Linked DNA regions of Pan troglodytes: region 1 is linked to region 2. The links are chromatin contacts, called in public Hi-C maps. All regions are on one chromosome and are shown on one strand. The core of a region is the stretch at or near the end of the contact, and the rest is flanking DNA. Distances in the headings are between cores, read along the strand shown. Region 1 holds the start of CNOT8 (CCR4-NOT transcription complex subunit 8). Region 2 has its middle 35 kb from the start of LARP1.

Region 1 (5,080 bases), core at 1,473-3,972, 210 kb after region 2:
TAATCCCAGCACTTTGGGAGGCCAAGGCGGGAGGATGACGAGGTCAGGAGATCGAGAACATCCTGGCCAACACATTGAAACCCTTTCTCTACTAAAAGAAAATACAAAAAATTAGCCGGGCGTGATGGCGGGCGCCTGTAGTCCCAGGTACTAGGGAGGCTGAGGCAGGAGAAAGGCGTGAACTCGGGAGCCGGAGCTTGCAGTGAGCCAAGATTGCGCCACTGCACTCCAGCCTGGGCGACAGAGCGAGACTCTGTCTCAAAAAAAAAAGAGTAACACTCTAACTTCTCCTAAAATAAAATCCATCTGTTTGCTTTATATCTATTTTCAATAATTTGAGAAACGAACACCCAGTTCTGGGTGAGGGGTGGTAGTGGGGCTGGACATGGTGTTTCCTGTTTGTTTTAGCGCACACCAGGCCCAGTGCCACAGGAAAAAACAAAATTCCAAGAAAGGATTGGGGAGGCCGCTTTTCATGTGACTACTGCCTGCCTGTCAGCGCTAGCCTCTTCTGACTCTAAATTACAAGTGGAAGAAAGCACGTTAGAAACCCACAGAACTGGCCGGGCGCGGTGGTTCACGCCTGTAATCCCAGCACTTTAGGAGGCCGAGGCAGGCGGACCACGAGGTCAGGAGATCGAGACTATCCTGGCTAACACGGTGAAACCCCGTCTCTACTAAAAAAAGAGAAAAAAATTAGCCGGGCATGGTGGCGGGCACCTGTAGTCCCAGCTACTCGGGAGGCTGAGGCAGGAGAATGGCATGAACCCGGGAGGCGGAGCTTGCAGTGAGCCAAGATTGCGCCACTGCACTCCAGCCTGGGCGACAGAGCAAGACTCTGTCTCAAAAAAAAAAAAAAAAAAAAAAAAAAACCCATAGAACTGACTGGTGGATGGGGCACTTGCCTGCCTTCTTTATCAGTGTATCCCTCAACGGAATCACTGTTTATTTATTTTTTTATTTTTTGAGAGGGAGTCTTGCTGTGTCGCCCAGGCTGGAGTGCAGTGGCACGATCTAGGCTCACTGTAACCTCCGCCTCCTGGATTCAAGCAATTCTCCCTGCCTCAGCCTCCGGAGTAGCTGGGATTACAGGTGCCCTCCACCACGCCCAGCTAATTTTTGTATTATTTAGTAGAGACAGGGTTTTGCCATGTTGGCCAGGCTGGTGTTGAACTCCTGACCTCAGGTGATCCGCCTGCCTTGGCCTCCCCAAGTGCTGGGATTACAGGCTCAGTGAGCCACCAATCCCGGCCCCAAATCGACTGTTTTAGGGAGAGCAAAGTGAGACATGCCATTTATTGAACGCTCTTTTATATCTTCCTCGGTGCGGGGTGTTTTTCCAATTATTAACTATTTAATCTTCACGAGCTCAGGACAGCCATTCGTAACCTAATTTTGCAGATAAGGAGCTAGACACTCATTTGGGGGGGGAGAAGAGGAGGACTGGAGTTCAGAAAGTGCATTTGATGCTCTTATCCTGGAGGCTGGAGCTAGTTCACCTCCCTGGAGAATAGCTTTTGGGAATCCCGTTTGAAATTGCCGCTCAAGGCCAGCTCGGCATCCAGCCTAGGAATTGGAGGATTTTGGAGAATCCCCTTAGGGGGAAATGTTTAAAAGTGCAAAGTGAATAGTAGAAGCCCCTCTCCTCGTCACTAGGGGTACATTTGCCGTTTTCTTATCAACAGCCTCTCAAGTACAAGCATCTGGGACAAGAACTAGAACCGTGCTTGGGGCAGCCCCCACGTCCTCTCGGGAACAGGGGTGGAGCGCTGGCGGGAGTGGTTGAGGGCGGCCCGCCGCCGACACTGTGTGCAGGAAGCCGGCGCTTTGTCTGCTCTCCCACCGCGGAGAACACGAGGCGGAGGCGCGCCCCAGCTGGCCACACGCTGCCCAGGGCCGGCGTCGGTCAAGAGCCCTCTCTTCAAGCAGGATTAAGAGGGAACCAAGGGGCTGGCAGAGGGGCCTCAGAAGCTCCTGGGCGAGGCCTGAGCCCGTGGGTCTCGACACTAAAATCTGGCGAGCTCCCTGCGCGTCCGCAAAGATTTTGGAGCTCTGAAGAGCCCGGCGACGCCTGCGCTGGCCAGGCGCCGTGCCCACGGGAGGCGCCGTCCTCTTTGTAACTCGAGCAGACCCTGGCGGGCCAGTTGCTATGGCAATGTTCCTCGCTCTGCTCGGTGAGGCCGGGAGGTAGGCGGGCCTTGGCGGACGTCACCCACATTCGGCTTTGGGGAGCCGCCCCACCCCCAACAATTGTTTGCCAGAAAGGAACCGTAAGATAGATGCTTTGTTAAGTGAGACATCTACGGGGCCATGTTAGAACAGAAAGTCGCGACAACCTCTTTCTCCGTCAGCCTCTTCACAAATCCCTTCGTGCCAACGATTTTAACGGTCCTTCAAAGCCAGGAGGAGGGGGCGTGGTAATTCGAGGGGTTTGTTCGAAGGGCCACGCCCTTTCCTCGGCCTTTGGATTTTTCCAGGCCGCGCCCACGGCGGGGGGGTGGGGGGGCGCTAGTTCTAGACCACGCCCCTTCCTTGTTCGCTCGGAAAGAGGACCAAAATGGAGGAGTAAGAATCATGATTAAATTGAGCGAGCGCAACTAATCACGCGAAGAGGGCCGCAGGCGGGCCGTCTTCCGCAAGCGTGCTTCCAGGCCTCCACTCCCCACCTATTCGGCGGTGCCCTGTTACTTCTGCGCCTGCGCGCTGCTTCCCGCGACCTCACAGGCAGAGCGAACACGCACGGAGTCGCAGGGGCGCGCAAAGGGGGAGGAGCGGGCGGGACCAGGCGCGCGCGCGCGTCTGGAGTGACTAGAGAGCAGGCGAGTCGGGCGGATCGGGTGGGTAGAGTGGTGCCGTCCGGTTGTTTGGTGGGAGGCACGTAAGACCGCTCTGGGCACGGGGGCGCTCACCTCACTGGCTCGTTCGGTTCTAGGAGCAGATCCGGGGTAGAGGGAAAAGAGCTCCGGGCCAGGGGCTGCCGTCGCCGCCGTCGGGGAGTCAGCCCGCCAGCCCGCCAGCTCGTCAGCCAGCCAGCCAGCGCTTCGCGGGCCCTGTCGGTCCCGGTAAGCGGGCCTGCGCTTACCGGAAAGAGGAGCGTAAGATGAAAGAGTGTGAGAGACCATTGGGGGTCTGTAGGGGGAAGGGGAGTGGGGGCGTGTGTAAGGGGCAGGGTGTGTGAGGAGGAGAGGAACCCCAGCAAAGAGTAGTAATAATAATGGCCACCGTCACACGATAATATTCGAGTAATATGTGCGGGGACTTTACAAAGCATCTCATATGCTTCATTTTAACTTCTACTCCAATCCTCCGAGGTGCGTACTGTTATCAAACCCATTTTACAAGATAGGAAAACCGAGGCACGAAATAGATTAAGTGGCTTATGCAAGGACACACGACTACTACGTGGCCTGGCCTGGCTTTGAACTTAGTTATCTTAGTCCTAAGGCCCGTAATTTTAACTTTGCTTTACCAAACAAACAAAAACAGAAGAAGAATGGCGTGTCAGAAGGAGGAGGACTGAGTGTGATTTGAAGTGGAAGGATGATGATAAACGAGAAGAGAATGATGATGGGAGACGGAGTAGTGGGGAGGAGGACCTGAATTTGGAATCTTGCGGGCCTCCCCCTTCTAAATCGCCGCCTCTTCCTTAGTTCTTGCGGCCCCATAACTTTTTCTTGGTGTTCTATGGCTTTACGAATGGAGGAGCCAACTGGGCCTGGGCCATTCGGGTGGTTTTAAGAAGTTTGAACTGCGGTTCAATCCAGGGCAGTGCCTTGAGACACTGTTTGGAGGTAAGGGAGGGTCAGAGGATCCTCTTAAACGCTGCTGCTATTTATTTCTTCAAACGTGCCACTTCCTTTTCTATCATATCTATGCACGGCAAAGCCTTTGTTCAGTCCTCTAGAATAAGGAAGTGATGTCTATTGTTTCCTTGTACACTTGGGCTTAAACGAACAAAATCAGACTCAACGTTTCTTTTCCCGAGCAAGGCCTTGATTGCTTGCAGAGAAAACTTTCCTGTGGCTTTATCATTAGTTGCCCTTCAGAGCTTTCCTGTGTAAATAAGGAGCTATGTTTTGGAGAAGTTTACACCGTAGATGAACGGGAGCGATCTGAACGTACTGCACTGCAGGTCAACACAGAGCAGGGACTTCAGTAATTCATAGGTGTGAGTGTGTTTGTGAAAACCTTTCCTTCTTGCACAGTTTTCTGTGTAGCTCATGTGGGAGTCAAGTTTTTAAGTCAGCCCGTGAGGCAAACATTGTATGTAATAAAAATTAATCCTTAAAAATTCCTAGGAAGGTGCAACGCTTGAGATTAGCATCCTGTTTCTGACTACATCCTGGACGGTTTTTCCTTCAGTTTTGAAACTTGTTACTGTTGCTTTGGTTGTAACCCAGATAAGTAATTAGATTACCTTTAGGGGCTGTGTTGTGCAAATAAGCATATTTGAAAGCCATAGAGTTGTGATGCGCTGTGAGATGCTTGCCCTGAGGAGGCTTAAAAGGAGGAAGACAAACCCCTATCTTAGGCTCATTTTGGAGCATGTGCTTACAAAGTGGAAAGTGGCAGGCAGAATTGCTGGTATGATGATGATGATGATGATTTTTTTGAGACGTGCTCTTGCTCAGTCGCTGAGGCTGGAATGCAGTGGCGTAATCACAGCTCACTGCTGCAGCCTTGACTTCCTGGGGCTCAAGTGATCCTCCCAGCTCAGTCTCCTGAGTAGCTGGGACTGCAGGCACACACTACCATGCCTGGCTAAGTTTTTGTACTTTTTGTAGAGACGGGGGGTCTCACTTTGTTGCCCAGGCTGGTCTCGAACTCCGGGCTCAAGTGATTCTGCAGCCTCAGCCTCTCAAAAGTGCTGGGATTACAGGTGTGAGCCACTGCCCTTATCCTGCTGGTATTTAAGTTGCTATTTTATTTTATTTTTTGGTCAGCATATGCAGTAATTTGACTTGCTAAATTAAATGTGCATAGTGCGATTCCTCTTTAATTTTTGAGTGGCACTACATTCAGGGGCTTCCAAGCTATTGTTTACTTCCCCACAGATCCTAGCTAACTTTGGAGCAAAAAT
Region 2 (4,979 bases), core at 932-3,431:
TAGAACTTTGGGAGGCCAAGGCGGGCGGATCACCTGAGGTTGGGAGTTCGAGACCAGCCTGGACAACATGGTGAAACCCCGTCTCTACTAAAAATACAAAAAATTAGCCAGGCATGGTGGTGGTCACCTGTAGTCCCAGCTACTCAGGAGGTTGAGGCAGGAGAATCACTTGAGCTGGGGAGGTGGAGGCTGCAGTGAGCTGAGATCACTGTCACTGCACTCCAGCCTGGGCAACAAGAGTGAAACTACAACTCAAAAAAAAAAGAAAGAAAAGAAAAGCCGGACCCCAACTCCCAATCGATCTCAGAATCGCAGACATCTGCCCACAGTTTTGCAGGTACTGGAGTGCTCTGCTGAGGAGGGTCAGCTGTGGGTCCATCCACACTCCAGCTAATAAGCCTGGGCAGGCCTGTCAACCTCTCTAAGCTTCCTCTAAAGAGTTAAAGCACTCACCCTCTGCTGGTAATTAAGTGAGATAATGCCTAGAAAAGTGTTAGCACAAACCGGGCATGGTGGCTCACGCCTGTAATCCCAGCACTTTGGGAGGCCGAGGCAGGTGGATCAACTGAGGTCAGAAGTTCAAGACCAGCCTGGTCAACATGGTGAAACCCCGTCTCTACTAAATACACAAAAATTAGCCGGGCATGGTGGCCGGCACCTGTAATCCCAGCTACTCAGGAGGCTGAGGCAGGAGAATCACTTGAACCTGGGAGGCAGAGGTTGCAGTGAGCAGAGATCGCGCCACTGCACTCCAGACTGGGCAACAAGAGCGAAACTTCGTTGCAAAAAAAAAAGAAAAGTGTTAGCACAATGCCTTGAATGCAGGAATAACAAATTTTGGGTTTGTTTTTTTTTTTGAGATGGAGTTTCGCTCTTGTTTCCCAGGCTGGAGTGCAATGGCACGATCTCGGTTCACCAGAACCTCCGCCTCCTGGGTTGTAGCGATTCTCCTGCCTCAGCCTCCCAAGTAGCTGGGATTACAGGCATGCGCCACCACACCCAGCTAATTTTTGTATTTTTAGTAGAAACGGGGTTTCACCATGTTGGTCAGGCTGGTCTCGAACTCCCGATCTTAGATGATCTACCTGCCTCAGCCTCCCAAAGTGCTGGGATTACAGGTGTGAGCCACCACACCCGGCCGGAATAACAATTTTTAATTGTGGCCTTTCCTCCTTCCAACGTGACACCAAATACCAACTGTGTGGTTTGGACACCTTGCTCAATCTTTTGGTTCCTGGGTTTTTTTGTTTTTTGTTTGTTTGTTTTGTAAACAGGGATGAAGGTAGCTTCCGCCTTAGGATTTTGCATGTGGGTTATTTAAGAGTAGGATACTCCTAGCTACAGTCAATACTGAACAAATTTGGTCATTTCGTACTCGTGATGTCCTTGGTCAAGGGCTCTCCTCTGGGCCGGTGGTGGTTGCAGAGAGAAGCCCCCGCCGCCGTCGCTCCTCGGGAAAGGAAGTCGCGGGTGAACAACCGAATATGCGATGAAAAGGGCAAAGTAAGAAAGCGCACAGCGGCCCCCGCCCCGTGGCGCGCTCCTTTGGTCCCAGGCGGGAGGATTGCTGGAGCCCAGGAGCTGGAGGCTGCAGTGAGCCGTGTTCGCCCCACTGCACTCCAACCTGGGCGGCAGAAGAGCGAGACCTCGTCTCTAAAAAAACTCAAGAAACTAAAAAAAGAAAGCACATCTCTTCCAGCAGAAGGCTCCCGGAGGCCCGGGCTGAGGAGGAACTGGGAGAATGGGGCAGCAAAGAGAAAGGGAGAGCAGCTTTGCGTCTGAGGCGGCCTTGGCCATTTTCTGTAGGGCCTCGCTGCCTTCGCATTGGGGCCACCTGGGTGAAGTTTACCCTGGCTCCCGCCTGCTGCACCGTCACCTCCGGCCCCTCATTACGGAAATGAAGACCACTAAGGAGCATGAGCGTCGTAACCGCCCGCCTGGGGTTGACTTCTCTTGGGGTGATCAGCCACGTGACCCTAGCCACCCGCCTCCTTTACACTACGCCCCAGGATCCCCGGCGGCAGAGATAAAGAGCTGGACTTTAGACTCAGACGACCGCGCTCTTAAACCTTAGATGACCTCATCCCAGCCAGGTGATCTCGCAAGCTCCCGACGCTGTGCTCAGCTCCTGTCTCCTGCGCTTGGGTAAGCGCTTCTTAGCCCGGCCCCGCCAGGGTTACGCGGAGGATTGAATGGCACTCTTCCCACACTGTGCCTGGCGCGTCCAGGCTCGGTCACTTAAGGCTGCTTTCCTGAACCACCGCAGGTCCCTTTTCCCACAGCCGCTCGAGTCCCCGTCAGCAGCTTGCTTGCCCTCTCAGGACTTTGTTTGCAGGGTGCTAAAATGGCACTGGGGCTGTGGTGGCTGGCAAAGCACCCTGCAAATATTAATCCCCTTTCCATCCCTAAAACTTTGAGACCCGCCATTTAGCCTTACGGGGCCCGGTTTCCTCCTCTAGAAGCTGAAGATAAGTGAGACACTTCCACATGAGGTTGTACGTTTACTATTCATTCAGCCAGCCGTTTTTTTTTGAAGTGCTGGGCACTGTGTGGTCTCAGGCAGGCCCTACCCATGTCCTCCTCTCTCTTTCCCCTGGCGGGTGTGCAGGCCCCTGGAGGTTCCCAGGGCTAGTCTAGGCACCAGAATGCTGCACGGTGAGAAATCTCAGAGCAATGTGGAAGCTTCTAATAGAGCTGCATTTACTCAACCACAAGGGACTAGCCTTTATTCTGAAATTTCCTGTTTGTATCTAGTTGTTAAAATGTCCATTTCTTTTATGAAATGACGGTAACCAGGGCTGGGAGTTTTCTTTTTTCTTATTTATTTATTTTGAATTGAGACGAGGTTTCTCTATATTGCCCAGACTGGTCTCGAACTCCTGGGCTCAAGCAATCCCCCAGCCTCGGCCTCCCAAAGTGCTGGGATTACAGCCCTGGGCCACTGTGCCTGGCCGGGAGTTGATTTTCTAAATGTTCTTGGGTTACCGGGTGCAGTGGATCAGCCTGGCGCAGTGGCTCACGCCCCAGGTAATCCTAGCACTTTGGGAGGTGGGCGGATCACCTGCGGCCAGGAGACCAGCCTGGCCAACATAGTGAAATCCCGTCTCTATTAAAAATACAAAAATTAGGCGGGCGGGCCGGTGCTCACCTGTAGCCCCAGCTACTCGGGAACCCAAGGCAGGAGAATTGCTTGAACCCGGGAGACAGAGGTTGCAGTGAGCCGAGATGAGATCGCACCACTGCACTCAAGGCTGGGTTACGGAGTTTGACTCTGTTTCAAAAAAAAAAAAAATAGATAAGTAAATAAATGTTATTTAGCAAAATTAAAAGTTGACAGGCAACTCCAGTGTGACAGGAAGGCTCTAGAATGGCCTTCCGCAGTCCCCTCCTCCTGATATTCAAGCCTTTGTATGATCCCCTCCCCTCCAGAGTGGCTGGGGCTGGTGACTTGCTTCTAAGAAACAGAATGTCACAATAATGACTTCTGTGATTAGATTAGCAATGACTGTGACTTCCATCTTGCCAGCTGACTTTTGCTCTTCTTGGCTTGCACACTTTGATGAAACAAACCGCCACACTGAAAAAGCAGCCAGGCCGGGCGCGGTGGCTCACGCCTGTAATCTCAGCACTTTGGGAGGCCGAAGCGGGCGGATCATGAGGTCAGGGTTTCGAGACCAGCCTGGCCAACATAGTGAAACCCCATCTCTACTGAAAATACAAAAATTACCCGGGCATGGTGCCTGGCACCTGTAATCCCAGCTATTCGGGAGGCTGAGGCAGGAGAATCGCTTGAACCCAGGTGGCAGAGGTTGCAGTGAGCTGAGATCGAGCCATTGCACTCCAGCCTGGGCGACAGAGCAAAACTCCGTCTCGAAAAAAAAAAAAAAAAAGGTCAGCCAATGATGTAGGAAGGAGCTGGTGACCTCTGACCAACAGCTAGGGGTACTGAGGGCCTCAATCCAACAGCCCTGGAGGAACTGAGTCCTGCCAACAGCCAGGTAAGCTGGAAGCAGGTGGTTCCCCAGTTGAACCTTAAGGCTACTTAAGGAACCTTAAGGCGCAGCATGTAAAATTTCAGGAGGCACTCACATGTAACAAGTGTGCCCTGACCCCACCCTGTGTGGCCAACACCCTGAATAGCACCTGTGAGATACCTGCAGTGGAGGAGCCAGTGAATCTGTGCCCACTGGGTTTTGGGGTAATTCATTATGCAGCAATAGATAACCAATACATCTAGGTATTTTTAAATGCTTTTGGTCTGTGGAATCCAAAAACCAACTCCTTTTCAGGAGGTCATGTGAGATGGTATCTTAAGGGTGATGAGGCAGCCCCAGGACAGACCTAGATTCCTTTTTGTTTGTTTGTTTTGAGATGAGATCTTGCTCTGCGCCTAGGTTGAAGTGCAGTGACAAAATCTTGGCTTACAGCAGCCTCAACCTCCTGGGCTCGAGCGGTCCTCCCGCCTCAGCCTCCCAAGTAGCTGGGACTACAGATGTGCACCACCACACACGGCTATTTTTTTCTTTTTTGTATTTTTTTCTTTTTTCTTTTTCTCTGGCTATGTTGCCCAGACCTAGATTGTAATCTCAGACCCTCCTCTAGTTAGCTCAGTAGCCTTAGGCAAGTTACTTTGATTTCTCTGAGCCTCAAATTTCTCACACAGAAAAATGGGTATAATACTGATTTCCTAAATTAAATTATGTATGTGTAAACACCAATAATTACCATTTCTAGAGCATTCTTTTGTGTTACAGCCAATGTTAAATTCTTTACATGCATTATTGCATTTTATCCTCACAAACTTATGGAGTCAGTTCATTTATTACCCCCATTCTTCAGATAAGAAAACTGAGAAGGTGCAGGCGTGGTGTGTGCCGGATACATTGTAGGCCTTGAATAAATTGTGTCATAAATAAAGAAAGAAAAAAAAGCAAGCCTTCCAATATGCGCTTTCCTACCTGTTACCACTAGGTGGCAGC

Evidence for each region. Hi-C and Micro-C count contacts between places; a contact is called where the count stands out from the background.
Region 1: a Hi-C map of induced pluripotent stem cells shows a contact between it and region 2, with 2.9 times the contacts expected there. The contact joins the promoter of CNOT8 here to the enhancer-like site in region 2. A contact is called at or near these places in 1 of 7 Hi-C or Micro-C datasets (induced pluripotent stem cells) and 1 of 1 datasets of contacts at active chromatin or transcription factors (stem cell-derived excitatory neurons).

What each region holds. Positions count from the first base shown.
Region 1 is chr4:152,551,105-152,556,184 of NHGRI_mPanTro3-v2.0_pri, forward strand. It overlaps CNOT8 (CCR4-NOT transcription complex subunit 8), which reads left to right and starts at 2,723. Exons shown (of 8, transcript NM_001246536.1): 1 at 2,723-2,819; 2 at 2,933-3,062. FAXDC2 (fatty acid hydroxylase domain containing 2) reads right to left here and starts at 2,419. Exons shown (of 11, transcript XR_010157389.1): 1 at 2,337-2,419.
Region 2 is chr4:152,340,525-152,345,503 of NHGRI_mPanTro3-v2.0_pri, forward strand. No RefSeq gene overlaps it. Among named protein-coding and RNA genes, the nearest start is that of LARP1, 35 kb to the right of the region's middle. Within about 2 kb of position 2,182, at least 5 of the 24 cell types and tissues checked have an H3K27ac peak or open chromatin away from gene starts, as enhancers often do. A contact at or near this core is called in induced pluripotent stem cells, where this site is marked.